Linked DNA regions of Bombyx mori: region 1 is linked to region 2. A link is a contact called in public Hi-C data. All regions are on one chromosome and are shown on one strand. The core of a region is the stretch at or near the end of the contact, and the rest is flanking DNA. Distances in the headings are between cores, read along the strand shown. Region 1 overlaps LOC101739321 (serine/threonine-protein kinase 26). Region 2 holds the start of LOC101739321 (serine/threonine-protein kinase 26).

What was found. A called contact is a pair of places that touch in the nucleus more often than the background predicts.
Region 1: a Hi-C map of midgut shows a contact between it and region 2, with 2.1 times the contacts expected there. The contact joins the enhancer-like site here to the promoter of LOC101739321 in region 2. A contact is called at or near these places in 2 of 7 Hi-C or Micro-C datasets (midgut and whole pupa).

What each region holds. Positions count from the first base shown.
Region 1 is chr4:4,739,658-4,745,178 of ASM3026992v2, reverse strand. LOC101739321 (serine/threonine-protein kinase 26) reads left to right here. Exons shown (of 12, transcript XM_038021825.2): 10 at 2,242-2,352; 11 at 3,618-3,691; 12 at 5,201-5,521. The coding sequence ends at 5,210. Among protein-coding and RNA genes, the nearest start is that of LOC134198740, 68 kb to the left of the region's middle. Within about 2 kb of position 3,683, at least 4 of the 8 cell types and tissues checked have open chromatin away from gene starts, as enhancers often do.
Region 2 is chr4:4,823,838-4,829,319 of ASM3026992v2, reverse strand. LOC101739321 (serine/threonine-protein kinase 26) reads left to right here and starts at 1,495. Exons shown (of 12, transcript XM_038021825.2): 1 at 1,495-2,122. The coding sequence starts at 2,108.

The DNA of each region.
Region 1 (5,521 bases), core at 2,434-4,933, 86 kb after region 2:
AATGGGCAAAAATAAAAGTTGCGATCCAACACTACGAAAAATTATCATCAAGTTTGTCGAGCGTGGTTGGTCATACCGAAGGATAGCACAACATTTAAATTGTTCAAAAACTATGGTATGCAATGCAGTGCAACATTTCAAGCGCTATAACACAGCTTCAAATGTGTCCAGAACAAAAAGATCGAGAAAAACGACTCCGCAAGAAGATAGAATGATAACCAGGTTAGCTAAGAAAGATCCGTTTCTAGGCTCTATTTGAATTAAACACGAAGTGTTTGGGGCAAACGAAAGAGCCGGTGTATCTGCGAGGACCGTTCGACGACGTTTGGTAGAAGCAGGGTTGTTCGGAAGAGTGGCTCGCAAAGTACCGTTGTTGAAGAAAGAACATAGAAATGCTCGTTTGGCATTTGCACGTAAATATGGACATTGGACCTACGCCCAATGGCAACATGTACTTTTCTCTGACGAGACCAAGGTTAATTTTATTTCTTCAGATGGAAAGCAATATGTACGGCGTCCTGTAACCCGGAAATGAATCCAAGATTCACAAAAAAAACAGGTGAAACATGGCGGTGGAAATATTAAAATATGGGGTTCATTTTCTGGACGTGGAGTTGGGACCTGTGAGGAAAGTTCAGGGTAACTTAGACCAACATCAATACAAGGCAATATTGGAAGAAACTATGCTTCCCTATGCTGAGGAGCATCTCCCTATTATATGGACGTTTCAGCAGGATAACGACCCGAAACATACCGCCCATTCAGTCAAGTCGTTTCTTACCAGTCAGTTTGTATCGGTGCTAGATTGGCCAGCAAATAGCCTGGACCTCAACCCAATTGAGCACCTTTGGCACGAAATCAAGAAAAAAGTTGCCATTTATCGTAATACAAATTTGGATGAAATTCATAAAGCTTTTTGTGAGGCATGGGCAAACATTCCTGTCGAAACATGTCAGAAACTGATAATGTCTATGCCACATCGGTGTCAAGCGGTAATTACTAACAAAGGTTTTACTACTGGTTACTGATTTTACACGTAATAAAATGGAGCTATTAAAGATATTATAACACTGAAGATTATAAGTTTTGTGTAACTGTATTTTCCATTATACTTTACTGTCCTTAATTAAATGTCCACTTCAGAATTGTACCTTAATATTTAATACATGTTTAATCTTTGATATTAAATATTTTTCTATTTATTAAATCTTTTATTTACAGCCATTTATAGCATAATAATCGGACCACATTATGCAAATAATAGGTGCTGAGAAATCAATAGGGTTTTATATTTAAATGTACATAACCGGTTATAGCCCTTCACTATCTTGAATGTCCCTAATTAGTTGACCACGACTGTATGCATGGTATTCATTTATGACGAATGTCATCTGTGCTCTACATTTTACTAATTGTTTTAATTAATGACGTCTTGCAGATAAAGTTGATAAATAAATAGATACTAACTAAACAAAATAAAAGAAAATCGATTAACAAACACAGGATTATGGTACTGAATTGTTTCTGTATTCATTCCTCTGTATTCATTTGTATACATTTGTATACAAAATAATGTGAAAATCATTACAAAGGTGTGTGTGTGTGTGTGTGTAGTAGAAGTAATGTACCAAAAACGTTTTTATATAGTGCTCATAATGTTAGATATTGAACCTTGTATCGATTCGTTAGTTCGAGCAGAACAAAGATTACATATACGCGAGGGTGAAGTCTCAATTTGTGTAGCGGCTTTGTCACCCTTCACAACACGTCAGCTCACGTCATTTCGGATCGATCTTTTTACGAAAATTGCGCGGCCGGAGGTGTATGATATTTCCCACATTTATAGAAACTATAGAGAAGGAGTGCAAAATGCTAATTTTTTTTTTAAATTATGGCCTAATAATACATTAAATCAACAAAAAACATCACACACACTTTCATGTACTTGACACACGCACATATAAATATATTCTTTTACTGTCAAACTTTTGTTATCGCTTAAAGTCTGTGGTTAAATTGAGAATAGGTTAATATTGTTTGTCTATAGTACAGTCTTGACAAAATCTGTGATTATAGAATAGTCTTTGACAATAGAACCATAATAATGTTTAACCCTAAAATTTCAATAAATTTATAGTCAAATTTCGACTACTGCGGGACCACTAGTTTCGTTAAATGAAAATAATATGTGTATAAACAAGAACACTGGTGAACTAAATGTATGTCGTTGTTTCGGTGCAGGTGTCCCGCGGGAAGGGGGCGGGCGCGGCCAGCGCGGTGGACGAGCTGCGGCGCGCCTTCGAGCTCGCGGAGAGGCACGCGCCGCACCTCACGCGCGCCTTCGTGCAGCAGGTACTGAATAAATTAACCCTCAGACGCAGCCCACTGAGTTTCTCGCCGGATCTTCTCAGTGGATCACGTTTCCGATCCGGCGGTAGATTCTGCGAAGCGCGGCTCTTGCTAGGGTTCGTGTTAGCAACGTCATCAGGTTTGAGCCCCGTGAGCTCACCTACTAGTTAAGGCGACGCTGATATAGCCTCTCAAGGCTATCAGCTTAGGTAGGAAAAAAAAAATAAGCAGGTACTGGCCGCGGGTACCCGGGGGTTGGGGGGGGACCGAGCGCACCCGCACCGACCGGGGGGGAGGGACGCGTGTCCTCGTCGCACATATCGTCTTTTCGCATTAAAAGTACAATTTCCAAAAATATTCGAAATTGAGTTAATATACGGAATCATTTGGTATCACCAGTATTTTTCTCATAAATACTGTCAAAAGAGCGTAGTTTAGTTTCAGTTTTTTTTTAATAGTTTACCTATATCTTGATTGCTATTACAAAATTAATACATAATTTTATCTTAATGTAGTATAAAAAACAGATAATGCAACTGGTAAGAAATAAAATAAAAAATAAATGTTGCAAAGATAATTAATAGTAAAAATATCACATGTTAAACCGTTATAACACTCTCCTGTAAAATTTGTAAGTTTTGAGATTATACAGTTTTGACGCGATGTCAGTGCCGACTCGTGCCGCCGACTTTTGCGATTGCACAATTTTGCAGGCAGCGGGGTGTGAGAGAGACCGCTCTTCTCATTACACTAACTTTTCGCTGTCGAAGTGGGGACCGGAATAGGGATTTCGCTATATCCTGGTTCCCTAAGTGTTGTAGGTTTCCTCCGATGTCAGTTTGGGGATTAGAGAAGTATATCTAAGGAAATGTTATGTTAATTGTGCTATACGCATCATACGAAACAGCAACCGGTTGACTCCATTCTCCGACCCTCGTAGTGTTGAACTCGCAGGCTGTCCCGAAAATATGAGTTGGTGGGGCCGTCTCGGCGGATAGATCAAGGGGCTCGGTAGTTGTGACGCTAACGACCGTGGGTTTGCTTTCTGAAAGCGCTCCAAGACATGCGCTCCGCTAAGAAACTTCTGAAAACATACACAATAAGTAAACATAGTTTCAAACAAAAAAAACAACGCTCTAATTATTTTTGTATATATCGTCATCAGTCCTTGATACGTGTGACCCTTCACAAATTAATTGGAAGTCTTGAAGTTCCCATAGCTCATTAAAGTAATCCAATTAAACGTCGCTTGTTGTCCGTCTGTGTAGATCGTGCAGCGGGTGGCGACGCACAGCCACGCGCCCAGCGCGCCCTCGCACAACTCCTCGCAGCACTGGATGAGGTACGTACCCGCCGACTGCAGCCGAGTATTGCCGAGTGTAGCCGAGTGTAGCCGAGTGTAGCCGAGTGTAGCCGAGTGTAGCCGAGTATAGCCGAGTATAGCCGAGTATAGCCGAGTGTAGCCGAGTGGTGCCGAGTGTAGCCGAGTGCCTCCAGGCTGTACGAAACGTATCGTTCGTAAAAACTTGTATTTAACTAAACAGAAATGAACCAGAGCTTATCCGGTATATTATTATTCGGACGACGGTAACAATACAAACTGAAATGTCGTTAAGGGATAATAAGGGATGTTAGAAGTTGAAATGCTTGAATGATTTTTTTTATTGTGAAATTATAGTTTCTATTTTATATTGAATATCGAATTAAAATCTGAAACATACTCTTATTTCTATTAATAATTAATATTAAAATAATTACAATTAATTATTTAATAGAAAATTAGTTTTGTAAGATTTAATTAATCAAATCGATCGACAAGCAATCCCGGCATCTAAAAAAACCTTTTCTTTTACAGTAAAGAATGTTTCGTTTTCAATTAATGCAAGGTTTTTTTTTAATATTAATCACAGCCCATCATATCACATGTCGCTAATGGTTGGACTATAATGATTATTCCATGATGGCTATCTCGCTCATAATTTTGCTTGCTAATGACGTCACACGTGAAGTTAAAACTAGTTTATTAAATACATTGCGCGCTCTTTGAAAGAAAATAGAAATTTTCTAGTGTAATGTTTAATTTAGATTGTTTATATGATACAAGTTAAAAATATTTTAAGTTTTAATAGGTAGGGATGCTCTAATCAAGATAATAATTAAATAATAAATGAAATATGCACAGTGCTCTCTGGCATGAAATTAAATCGACTACAACTCCAATTTTTATGAAAAAATTTTAATATTGCATTGCGTCAATATCATATAATATTAATACGTGAAGCAAAAACTTTGTATCCTTTTTTACGAAAATTGCGCGGACCGAGGAGTATGAAATTTTCCACACTTATAGAGAATACAGAGAAGAAGTGCACAATGCTAATATTTTTTTAAAATAATGCATAAAAGATACATTAAATCAATAAAGAAAACATTACACACACTACATACCATGTATTTGACACACACACGCATGCATACTATTTATTGTCAAACTTTTGTTCTTGACGTCTGTTGTCAACTTGAGAATAGAGTAAATATTGTTTGTCTTTGTTATGATTTTTATAGTGTAGTCTTGGCGAATTTTGTGATTATAGAAGTATAAAATACAATCGTAATAGTGTACAAATTTACAATTCCAATTATAATTAATTGGAATTGTAAATTTGTACACTATTCGACTATAATTAGTCGAATTTCGACTACTGCGGGACCTCTAGTGCTTTATTAATGGTTAGAGTTTTTACAAGCAAATAAAAATGGAATACAGAGATTACATAGATAATTAATAAAGATTGAATTATGTCAAGTTTATTATATTATATGCTATATATTATTGTTCTGTTTGTTTCAGGGATCTATAATGGCGCTTGTAGCGGTCGCACTTCACACGCGCCGGTCACACGTATATATGCCTTATTGTTCACGGAATAACGTTCACTATTCAAAAAAAAATTTTTAACGCTATTCGAGTTAACTCTTCAATATAAAGTAGCGTCGAAAGGAAAATATTAATATTTTTTGTAAGTAAATGTAAATTTTATTAAATTTTAATTTGATTTTTTTTTTTTTATTATATTTGTAACTATACAATAGTTTGAATACGTTCAGTCATATATTTCGATGTTGTATGATTTCACGATTTGTTTTTTTTTTTATTAATTTCGTTTAGGGG
Region 2 (5,482 bases), core at 246-2,745:
TCTGATTGGTATTCCGATTACCACTAAACAGCAAATTTATCGACAAGGTAATTGTAATGCACCTGTCAATAAATGAGAATAATTAATTAATTAATTTAAAAATATAAATATCAACATCATGTTAGTAATACCCAGGAGACCTAATGGCCTAGACCCAAGATGTGAAGTGGTGCTCTAAATAATAAGACGTCCAGTGTACTCGTATAGGTAGGTATATACTTTGGTCCTTCCTGGCTGAGCTTTTGCTCGTCAACCTGTCCTGGTGAAACTGGAAAGGCCTCCGGGCCACCAGTAATCCTTAAATCACAAAAAAAAATAAACTTTGGTCAGACCAGATCCGCAACGCTCTTGATTCCACATTTCACAACAGCCTCCACACCGCCTGAGACAGAAACAGATGAAGAAAAATTGTGCAAGAGAAAGTGATATAGGAGAGTGGTCACGACCCTCGGCATTGAGAAATACGACGTAAGGAGTTACGCGTATCGAGATAAGCTCCTATACCGGTATTAACATACCGCAGGTAGGTAACAATGTTCACGGGACATGAATTGGCGTTTAGGCGGGCTTTGTATAACTTGCCGACCGCCGGTTTTCGTGGAGCTGGCGTCTCGTGGAGAGTACATAGTGTGGCGAGAAGTTCATAGCTATTAAATTTAATACATAAATCTTAATAAGACACAAGACCGCGCGGGAGGCAATGTGGTGGACCGACCAAAACAAAAATACAGTGGACGGTACAGCAGGATGAAATCGAGCAGGGAGAGATGCCGGCACATCGTGAGACGTGTTAAGTCTGGTCCCTTCAACACTACATGACCATCACGTCCACTCTGTCAAGATCATAAAAAGTAGGTTTATAAATTTACTCATCATATTACTTGGTGGTAGAGCGTCTTGTGAACCCGCACGGATAGGAGGCACCCCCCTGCTTCTGCCGTAAAGCAGTAATAGTCTGCGATTTGAAGGGCGGGACAGTCATTGTATTATAAACATTGTGACTTAGAACTCATTTATCAATGTAGGTGGCGGCATTTAGATTCTTAATATCTGGGCTTCGGAACCACTTACCTAACACCAGATGGGCCGTAAGTTCGTCTAAACAACTAAACAGTAATAATAAAAAGCCGATGGTCCGATTTCCGGTATTCGTACGTCCATACAAGTTATCGCAGCCAATATAGTGCAAAAAGTTAAATCCATAGAAAATATCTACATGCAATGTATACTAACTACCTAGATCAAATCTAACCTATTAAAGTGTCACGAAAATAAATGCATATTGCCATTGTCATTTATTTATCTTTTAAGATATAAAATAAAACTGGTTTTAATTTAACAGAACATCTATTCCATAGCGCTTAATGCGTTTTCCGTTAGATGTCAGCACGTGTACAATCTACATCAAAGATAAACCTCAGTGTAATTCTTATTTTTCAAATCTAACCACTATATTAATATCAGTGTAAGGTATACTGTTTTTAAGGGGGCTCACTGAGTCGTAAAGTAGTTTATAAGCCGTATTTTTTAAATTCTAACTTGATCGATTTTGAAATAGAGCTCATCGTACTTCATACTACTGCACATGCTTAGATTGTCCGCCATGATAGATGAAATGCGACAAAAGTGATTTCCTTATGTTGGCACTTCTGGTTACGACATGACATGAAAGCAAGATGGCGAGTTCATCTCTGTTTGATGGTCCTCTGTGATAATTCACACGTTTGATGTCATTTTTCGAACTTATCTCGTAATGATTTAACAAGTCGAAGTAATGTGAAAAAAATCTATGAGTAGTGTCAAAGTCGAAAATAATTATAAAGTGTCTGTAACTAGTTAGACGTGCTGTTAACCCACCTGAGGAATGTTGGTTTTTTTCAGTGAGTTGTGATTCGGTCAGGTGTTTTAGTTTTGGTCAAAGTTAAAATTTTGTTCATGCGCAGTGAGTGTCTTCTATCCTCAGTTCAGATGTATTTGTGTCGAGGGAATGCTAGATGTCGGGACTGTTTCCAATGTTGGAAAACAAAAGCATGAACTATTTGTTTTGATACACATCGTGAATAAATAAATTGAGAAGGTCGGACGGAGTAAGAGCCCGGCCAGAGTTATGGCCTTCAGTGAGGTGAGTGGAGTCTGGGACAATATTATATTACAAGTTTCAAAAAGAAATTAATGCTTGATTTCTTAAATTTTCTATTGGACGAAAAAAAAACAGTTATGTCTTTTTCGCCACGAAAACCAGTTTTAATAGCAATTATACAATAAGCACCAAATTGAATTCTAAAATATTGCCTTTAATATTGCCTTCAACTTTTAAAAATCCAAGAGAATAAGTACCATAGTTAAAGTATTTCTCAGAAGTAAAAAAAACATTACAAAAGTAAAAAAAACCCTAAATCAATAATGGTATTCAATATCGTTTTCTTATCAACATATAAATGAATTTATTAGTTTTATTGCATTTAATAATTTTATCTGATATGGAATTACTTTTTGACTGATCCTCAAACTTACTTATATATATTTTTAAGCTAATTCGTTAATTACATCTTTATAATGAAGATAAAAAAAAGTAATACTTTTGTAGGTAGAACTTCTATATAAGATGTGAATTAAAATGATTTCAGTATTTATGTGAAACGTTTTCATAATCAGTTCAAGACATGTAAAACATGATGCGGGCATATCTTGGCCTTATCAACATCCAGGTGATGTCATGTCACAAGAATTATAATAGGTATATGAAACATTATATTTACACATTTCATTGTGAATTTTTGCAAGTGCAATGTTCTTGTCTTATAATATATTCTACTTGACAATGCTGCCAACAACAAAATGTGTTAATAGGTATATAAGTGAACTTGATATTTGTTAATAGGCTGGTTTTGATGCATATTTTACTTGCACTATAAAGTACAGTAAAGTGAGTCTATTTCATAATATATAACCTTAATTTCACACAAACTGACATCAGTAACGGAATAATGCTGTTGAATAACATCAGATAAGTCTAAACTGTGAAACTTTTAAGTTAAATTAAGTTGTATGGAAATGTGTACAAAAAAAACAATTTTATAGGATTCCACAAGATTCCTCATTAGTCAAATAAAGTATTTCTTGGATGTATGTTAGGTAATGCAGCTAATATTATAAGTACGCATCTTCCTTTTAAGAGTTAAAAAATATTTTGAAAGATTGAAAGAGATTGATTTTTATATTGTATTAAAAGAATTAGAATTTAATATTCTTGTTATGCTAGAACTAAATTTAAACTAGTACAGTATATTTATAATACAAATATTTTGTACATATTACAAAGATAGAATGCACTATACATTCTGGAAATTGTATATTAACAACATCAGTAAATATCGAGTTTACTAACTTACAGTCAAGTGTTACTCAATTCTTTTTTATGTTTTAGTCACTAGTTATCACCATTATTTATAGACAATATCACCAACATCGCACGAGCAGATGAATTAACAGCTCTCTGAGCATTATTTAGTTTTCCGATAAACATAAATACCATAAAGTGAATTCTACCTTAAATCGTGAATACTGGTGTAAAAATATGAATTTAGCTTTACAGCAAAAATATTCAGGACAGGAGAAATTGTTTTTTATATCCCAACCTGGCTTACAAGACATTATACTATCAACTTATTTACGATTAATTCATGTACATGGATAAATGTTGTATTATACTGTAGACACTGTTTGTCAGCACATATTAGACAAATATATAGTTATAAAATTATTAATCTATAAATTATTTATATACATTATTCTTAACATAATAAAATGTATATTATGTCTAATGTGTATACCTAATCATAAAATAGACTAACACAAATATGTTTCAAGAAGTTTTTGCATATATGGTGTGCTCAATTTTACACAGTAAGTTCATTATACTCTTTGCTGTAGGCTATGCACCACTATGACGCATTCCAATGCCAAACATTGTTCAGTAGATTGCTCCATTTGTCACGCGTTTCTGTTACCGCTCGTGCGCTCAATATCTTTTATAAAAAAAGAAAACAACAAATTATATAATAGGTTAATTCTATAATTATGTAGTATTTAAATGTCAGTATTGAATAACATAATGCAGCGTCATAACGACATGCATACGACGCAATAGCCGTTACACATTCACATGGGCGGGTTTGTTATAATGCCAGAGTTGCAGGTTTAGTTCTAGGTGAAAACATCCTCAGTAGTGGTGTAGGCGTTTCATAATTGTGGCGTTTGACTGCAGATTCCCACGGCTCGATTGTTATTCCGTGCTCGATTTCGACGTAAGGCGGCTAGTCGTGGCGATGCCGACTACACGAAACTCCCAACTGTTACAGTTTAACGACAATGAACTACAAAGTACTTTGGTAGCCCTAAATAATCAGTGGTAGCGTAGGGCGTGAGCTCGCATGGGGTCCCGGCTAGGGGTAGATAATGCTTGAGATTTCGACCTCATTACTCAAGGTGGGTGGCAGCAGTCCCATTGTAGAGCTTTACAGATTCCAGTAGGCATTCAAGATCAAACAGGTCGGTAGCGAGCTCGTCTGCTCATCAGTAGAGGAAAAAAACAGGCCTCCAATAGCTTCCAATTGGTGCCAATCACTTACAAAAGCCAATGGAATCGTATTTGATTATAATTGATTGTTTAGTCACAATCACATTTTCAACAAAATGTTGACCTCAACCGTTGTTATGTGAGGCAGTAGGTAAATAATGTTGGTTTTTCGTAACTTATCTATATGGGACGCGGTTTCCTTGTCGAGTACTCACTTCATTGGAAGCTCGTTGTTGTAATACACTAGTCATATGATCAATTGATTTATTATTTCATAAACGATGTTGAAAATAAGTTTCCTATCCAATTTATGGTTTTGTATTGTTGTTTTAATTAATCTTACCAATATGAACTTTGTCAACGGAAAATTTGAATTTAGATCGAGTCTTTCTTGTTAATTTGAAAAACTGCGAATGCGACCACCAAAGCTCTTCCTAACAGACTATATAATTGAAAACTCCTTTTTTAATTGAATATGCAATTTCGAAAAGGGCCCATGTCGCATATTTTGTCAAATACGTTTTTTCATATACATGTAGTTTTGAGGCTTACTTACACCCATTTTATAATAATTCCAGTAATTTTCAATTGCTAATTAACACTAAAATATATCTCAAAAGTTAATATGTTAAATTTTACACTGCTTTAGAAAATAATCAGTTTTTTTTCATTTCCTGAACATTTTACATTTTCAGAGATGTGACCTTTTCGAAATTGCATATTCAATTTAAAAAAATATCGATAACGTGACCTGTGCCGTTTCGTATTTCCATAAATCATTCGAGAGATTTCCATAAAATATTTTACAAATAACCAGGAATTCGATATCGGTCTACGTCGAATCGAATCGGCCAAATCTTGTTAGTCGTGCGCGCAGAGTCATCGACCCGGACTTATCAACAA